2 separate regions of the Mus musculus genome follow, and region 1 is linked to region 2. The links are chromatin contacts, called in public Micro-C maps. All regions are on one chromosome and are shown on one strand. The core of a region is the stretch at or near the end of the contact, and the rest is flanking DNA. Distances in the headings are between cores, read along the strand shown.

Evidence for each region. A called contact is a pair of places that touch in the nucleus more often than the background predicts.
Region 1: a Micro-C map of granulosa cells shows a contact between it and region 2, with 6 times the contacts expected there. The contact joins two enhancer-like sites. A contact is called at or near these places in 4 of 484 Hi-C or Micro-C datasets (the C10 cell line, Sertoli cells, granulosa cells and 1 more).

What each region holds. Positions count from the first base shown.
Region 1 is chr10:17,554,528-17,557,963 of GRCm38.p6, forward strand. The region is part of intron 3 of Gm32543 (a long non-coding RNA gene); the gene reads right to left. Among named protein-coding and RNA genes, the nearest start is that of Gm32656, 100 kb to the right of the region's middle. Within about 2 kb of position 2,079, at least 11 of the 459 cell types and tissues checked have an H3K27ac peak or open chromatin away from gene starts, as enhancers often do. A contact at or near this core is called in granulosa cells, where this site is marked.
Region 2 is chr10:17,409,576-17,412,670 of GRCm38.p6, forward strand. No RefSeq gene overlaps it. Among named protein-coding and RNA genes, the nearest start is that of Gm32656, 250 kb to the right of the region's middle. Within about 2 kb of position 1,811, at least 22 of the 459 cell types and tissues checked have an H3K27ac peak or open chromatin away from gene starts, as enhancers often do. A contact at or near this core is called in granulosa cells, where this site is marked.

The sequences.
Region 1 (3,436 bases), core at 829-3,328, 150 kb after region 2:
CTCTTTTTTCTCTCATTTTCTTTCTTTAGACAGAATATCACTAGTTAGCCCTAGATGCCCTAGAACTTACTAAGTAGACCAAGTTGTCCTCAAACTCACAGAAACCGATCTGTCTTTACCTCCTGTGTACTAGGACCAAAGACTGTGCCACCAAACCCAGCTAGTAAATATTCTCAGTGAATTTCTTCGGTATTTGTTGAATGGATACAGAATGGCCATGATAGTATCTAGAGCCACCACAGCTCTACATGTGTTTTCTCTGACATATCTATTGTCCTTAACACCTAATTCGGAATTTGACTTGACTTTACCTGGCCCGTCATCCACTTCTCTTTGCTTCCCGTTTTCACAAGTGCCATCATGACTTTCATACAAGCATGTTCTCTCCCTCAGATGTTCTCAAGAATCCTGCTGTTACCTCCCTTTCTCTCTTCTTTCCTATACTCAGACATCCAGACTAGAGGCTGAGAAAAACATCCCACTCACCCTCCCCATCTTTTCACTTTCCTGCCCAGTCCTTGGGTGCAGCCCAGGTTCCTAATACCTGGCATTTGTTCAACGGGAACCATTGCAATAGCAGAGACTGGCAAGCTTGAAGACTCTTAATGGTCCTCTATCATACCTAGGGGCAAGTCCTATCATACTTCCAGGAAGACAGCACACAGGGAATGGGGATGTCTGGGCTCAACTGCAGCGTCTTCACCCAAAACACCAAGGTGGACACTTCACTAGAAAGCACTGTTTCTGTTTGATTGATTAGGGCAACATGGCTCCATCATTTGGCAAGTTAATCAGTTTTAGATACATCAGAGGTAGTATAAAAGCACCTCCTAGAACACACATAAACAACCCTCTGGGAGACAGTACACTCGGATTTCCTCTTGTCCCTCCCAGATATTTCAAAGACCCTCAAAGCATTCTTAGGGACTATTTGGAAGTCACTTTACCACCCAAGAACACTTTTTCCTTCTCTGGACTAGCCAGAAATTAAACAGAATCAAAATTAAAAAGAATCCCAGCCAGACTGTGTTGTCACAGACCTTTAAAACCAGCACTTTCAGTAGGCAGAGGCAAGTAGGTCTAAGTTTAAGGCCAGCCTTAATACAGAGCAAATTCCAGGACAGCCAGGGATACATAGAGAAACTGTGTCTCAAGAACAAACCAAACGAAAAAAGAGAAAAATAAAAAGGGAAGAAAGAAAGAAAGAAAGAAAGAAAGAAAGAAAGAAAGGAAGGAAGGAAGGAAGGAAGGAAGGAAGGAAGGAAGGAAGGAAGGAAGGAAGGAAAGAGAAAGAAAGAAAGAAAGAAAGAAAGAAAGAAAGAAAGAAAGAAAGAAAGAAAGAAAGAAAGAAGGAAGAGACTCTTTTCTTTCTTAAATCTGCATTTTGTAATTTTTTTTCTCCCCAAGGCAGGCATTTTCCCATGGTCACCATTAAGGTACAATATATGTTTGCCACCTCCCCCATTTCCCTCTACACTTCAGAAGCGTGCAGGCCAATCTGGTTTTAAAGATATTGCAGGGAGTCAGATGTAAAGAAGAACAGGCAAACCTATGAAAGTTGTCAAAAAAAAAAAAAGAAGAAGAAGTAATTTGAGGTAGTCCTAGTCACTGTCCTCGGTATATAATTGACTCCCTTTTCATCTACAAGTCTACTGGGGAAACAGGGTAAGGTTTTGTCGATTTTAAATTATACTCCAACCGGGGTTAAAATGTTTGTCCCCTGTGTATGACTTCACAGGAATTCCTCTGACTGTCCTTTGGAGGCCCTAATTAAGGACAAGACTAGAAATGCCTGAAGACTCTTTTCCTGTCCTTCAGGTTATGCTACTCTGAACTGGAATGTATGTCTTCGTGCTTCCAAGATGTCCCAGCCTTCTGGCCCTGTAAGTCAGCCTCTTCTCTCCCATGGCCTCAGAGGGGAACGATCCTACTTGATTTGCTCCCTGAAAACTCTTCCCCAGAAGGCTTTCCATTCCCAGTCCAAGGTCAGTTTTCTCCAGCCTTGAGGAGCTGCCTGCGTCATGACAGAAGCTCAGCCCAACCGGATCAGATTAGTTCTACTGACAGCCAAGGCTGTCTCTAATGACCTTCTGTATATAGACATTCTGTGCAGTGTCTCTGACCTTGGCCCTCGTGGCTCCCACTGTCTTATGAGATCTCAGGACCAGCCACTTCACTCACAAGACCAGGGCCAAATGAAAACACAGATCTTTTGTTCAAAGAAAACATCATGAATTTCAAAGTAGCAACAGTATGGCATTAACCCAAATCTGGCCCTCCTAAGAGCAGCAGTCAATGCTATTACACTGGCATGCCTTCCCAGAAAGCAAGCCTTGTGCCTCTCTTTTAATAGTCTTCATCTTTCCAGTACTTTCTTTGACCATATTGGTATGTCCAATCAATAAATTTACAGTATGTAAGTTTCACATCTAACCCTAGTTGATAGTCTAGTCTTACTTGAACCACAATATTGGCTCCACTACACATAAAATTATCTGAGATGACTCAGAGTCATATCCTACTTCCAGAGATGTGATTCTTGAAAAATCAAAGATTCACAATATGGAAATGATTTGTCATTCAATAATCAAGTATTGGCACTTATCCAGTTTCCCACTTGATGGTAAGGACAGGAAAATGCAGACAGAGGTGTCTGTGGGTGTGGTAGATATCATCCGATTTAGAGAAATAAACACAGAACAACCAGAAAGCAACATGATAGTAGGTAAGGAAACTGAGAGTAAGAAAGGATGAGAGAAAGGGAGGGAGGGAGGAGAAGAAAGCCATAAACATGGAACCCAAAGCTTTTCTTTATTTGGGATGGGGTGTTTTACAGTGCCTCAGAATATCCTTCTAGAAAGGTGGATTATACAGCCTTTAAACAGAGGTGGTTCTCAAGCCCTTTCACCCAGTCCTTTGAAGAAAACTGTAGAGGAACTAGTTACATCAGCCACAGAGCAGAGAGAGGTGAGGAGAGAAGGAGAAGCATGCCCTCTACAACCCAACTCTAGAAAGCAATGTTCAGAGTTTTGTGAGTCTCTAGATAGTCGGCAGTGTTTCAGAGCCGTCTGTGAAAGAAACATCTTTTCTACATAACGTTTCTCCAGACCAGGCATATCATCCTGAGAGGAGTGCTCCAGTGAGCGTCCTCTGTCCATAAGGGACACGTGGAGTGCACACATTGCAGGAAACTTCCTAGATGAGCTATGCAACTTGGCCCTTCGAAAAAGCTTCTCCGGAAAAAGGTTTAGCAAAACTTCATCAGATTCTACGGGCATCACTGACAATCAATAGACTTTTCAAAAAGATGTCACCTTTGGAGGTTGTACTCCCTAGGCTAACAGCATTTAAATTACTAGTGTTTACGATGTTCTTTGGAAAAGATCTTTGATCAAGAAGCAATAGTTAAAAGCATAACTTTGTTCTAGCACTAAGA
Region 2 (3,095 bases), core at 561-3,060:
GTATCGATCTTATTTCTTCTTTTAAGATTCATTTATTTCATTTTATGTATATGAGTGTTTTCCCTCCATGTGTTTATGTGTACCATGTGCCTGGTCTAGGGAGATCAGAAGAGGGAGTCAGATATCCTGAAACTGGAATTCCAATTATAAGTCACTATGTAGATTTTGGGAATCAAACCTAAGTCTTCTGCAAGAATAAGTGCTCTTAACCACTGCTCCCCCCCCCTCCTCCTCCTCTTCCTCCTCCTCCTCCTTCTCTTTCTTAAAGGTCAGATCTTCTTCAGAGTCATTGGTAGTATAATGTATGTACATTTAGTTCAATTCTATAAAGTAAATAAACTTATTCTTTATAAATCATCAGATTATCAGATTATATTCCACAATGACCAGAGGGTCTCGGACACTCCTATATGGTAAGAAATTTAGGGTAACTGAGAAAATTATCCCCAAAATAAGAATCCATTTAATTTGGGAGCCTCCTTTTCTGCCTCTAAATATACAGAGCCTTGCAGTCTTTCTTATTTACCTAAAATGGCAGTGAAAAAGAAATATGTGCTCTATGGAAACCATGGAGTTTCTGTGGCTCATGTAAGACTGAGATAACCCTCTCTTCAACTCCCTTCTGAGTTTCCCAGCCACATCATAAATATTGACACCAAACCTTTGGTTATGGGCTTAACAAGCTCCATTTCAGTCAAGATCATATTAATAATTAGGAAGTTGGAAAGAAAGGATGATCTAGAAGTTATCAGTCCACTCACATACACAGAGAGAGACAGAGACAGACAGAGAGAGAGAGAGAGAAACTATTATGAGACATAGAGTGCTAATATTCACTAGGACAAGGACAGAGAGCATTGGCACATTGGTTAGAGAATGTTCCATTGTCTGCAGGCATTTGAGTTCCTTTTGTTCTTTTATTTCTTGTACTTTTTCACTGTTGCCAAAAGTTCTTATGAAAAATAGAACCAACTTTCAGATGCTCACAAAAATCTGCAAAATACTAAAACTATTTTTTATACTATGTGACTTCTCACCAAATATAAAGAAAATAAAGGTCTCATTCTGTCCCCCTCAAAGGAATCACTAGTGGAACAGAATTGAGGACAAAATGCTTCCAAAAGCAAACAGGTGCTCAGTGATAGTTCTTGATGACCTCTTCTGCCCATGGCATTCTTCTTCACAAGAGAAATATAAAGAACAATGAGCTATGATTGTTACTTTCAACAACTCTGAAGTTGAACAAAGTGGATATTAACATCGAGAAGTCACCAAATTCTCCTTGCTTTTTAGTATAGCAAGTACAGGGCTTACATCATCCTCTTAAACATAAAAAACCCCCAGATGATTGATGGATGCATCGCTAGCAAGCTCTGATTCTTCCCATCTCAAACAGCAAGAAACTAAAGGTCAGATTAAAAAAAAAAAAAAAAATCATGGCCTTCAGGTCCATATACCTAATGAGTGATAGAGTTTAAACTGAAGACTGACTTTATCATCAATGCCATTAACTACTATTTTACTGGACTACATTTATACTGTCTAATTTGAGTACTTCTTTGAGATCTCAAAATTCATTTTTTCTAATCCAAAATAAGAGCCAAAGGGCATAAGCATTTTTTTAAGGAGTTAACTTACTCCAAGAGGAGATTCTCCACAATCTAGCCGTGTTGGCCAACACTTTGAGATGCCCTTGAAAGTGACCAAGTCATGAAGTTCATGTCTCCTGCATGTGCAGTACAGCAGACTTCTGGGCAATGGATCCAGTGGACTGGTAGTAACAGCCTAGCAGACGTAAAACTGCTGTGGTATTCAGGCTCCTCAGCTATTCTGCACATTCCTGAAGCGCTGCCATGATAATGTGTTCACTGATGCACAGATAACAGCATGGCCAGCAAGAGGGAGAAACATGACTTTCAGAACAACCTTTCAAGGTCAAATGTTACCCAACCACGCAGGACTGTGTTCAACTGGAAGATTATAAACATACAGACCCACTTTCTCAAGGGCACTGGCATAAAGTTCAAATGAAGCTGTTTAAGGCAGGGTTCTTATCAGTTTTATGAGCAGTTTTCTCTAGATTTTAGCCAGTTCATTTGATAACATTAGGCAAGAGGAATTTTCCAGCAAGAGCTACACAAATAAAATAGCCCTGAGTTAAGAGCTGTGCTCTATTTTAATAAAGATTTGACATTTTTCCCAGGAAACTACTCCAAAAAGCCTGGAAGATACCACTGATATGGGAGTCCCTCCAAACCCACTAGAGAGCCCTGTGAAGTGCTTCAACAATCCTCATCTCTCTTTAACTTTTGCTTAGTTTTCATGTTCGTTTTTTGAGACAAGGTCTCATTCTATATCCCAGGTTAGGCTCAAACTCACAGTAAGCCCTCTGCCTTAGACTGACATAAACTACTACACCCAACTTCCCGATTCTTATTATAAAGAAGGTATTGGTTAATATTCATTAAAGGAACTTCGCCCAGAGAAATAAATTGATGTGCTCAAACAGTATTTGTGAAGAATTGTCATTCATTGACAACTGGATTTGCATTACTCTGCAGTTAAACTGAGGATATCTGATGAGCTATCACCCACTCTTATGTTTCCTTCTCATCGATCTACACTTCAGAGTTCTGGGTTAACACACGGAGATACTGAATCATTGTGTTTTATTTTGTTTTATTTTTATTTTGTGTTTATTTTTGGTTTTTTTTTATTTTTTGCATTTTATTTGTTCCTGCACATGGCACTTCAAAAAGGTGGCCTCACACTCTGTGCTGCTGGCTTCTGAAATCACATTTGTTTCTGAAATCACCTGAATGCATCCTTGACCCCACTCTGACTTCTTGCACTCAGAACTTGTGGATTCCCTAAAAATAGGAAAAGGTTCACAGAAGGCAAAGAAGAAAGCAAGTACTTTGTAGAGGGAGTGGGAAGTGGCAGAGGGAAGGTGATATTGTCTAGAAAGAAGAAAGAATGGAGGAACCCATTGGTGCTAAGAATTCATGCCCCCTGTTTGCAGTACAGATGACACCTTGTATCTGCTAGACCATAGAGTGTAACAACTACTGACATAGCATAAACATAGTAATAGT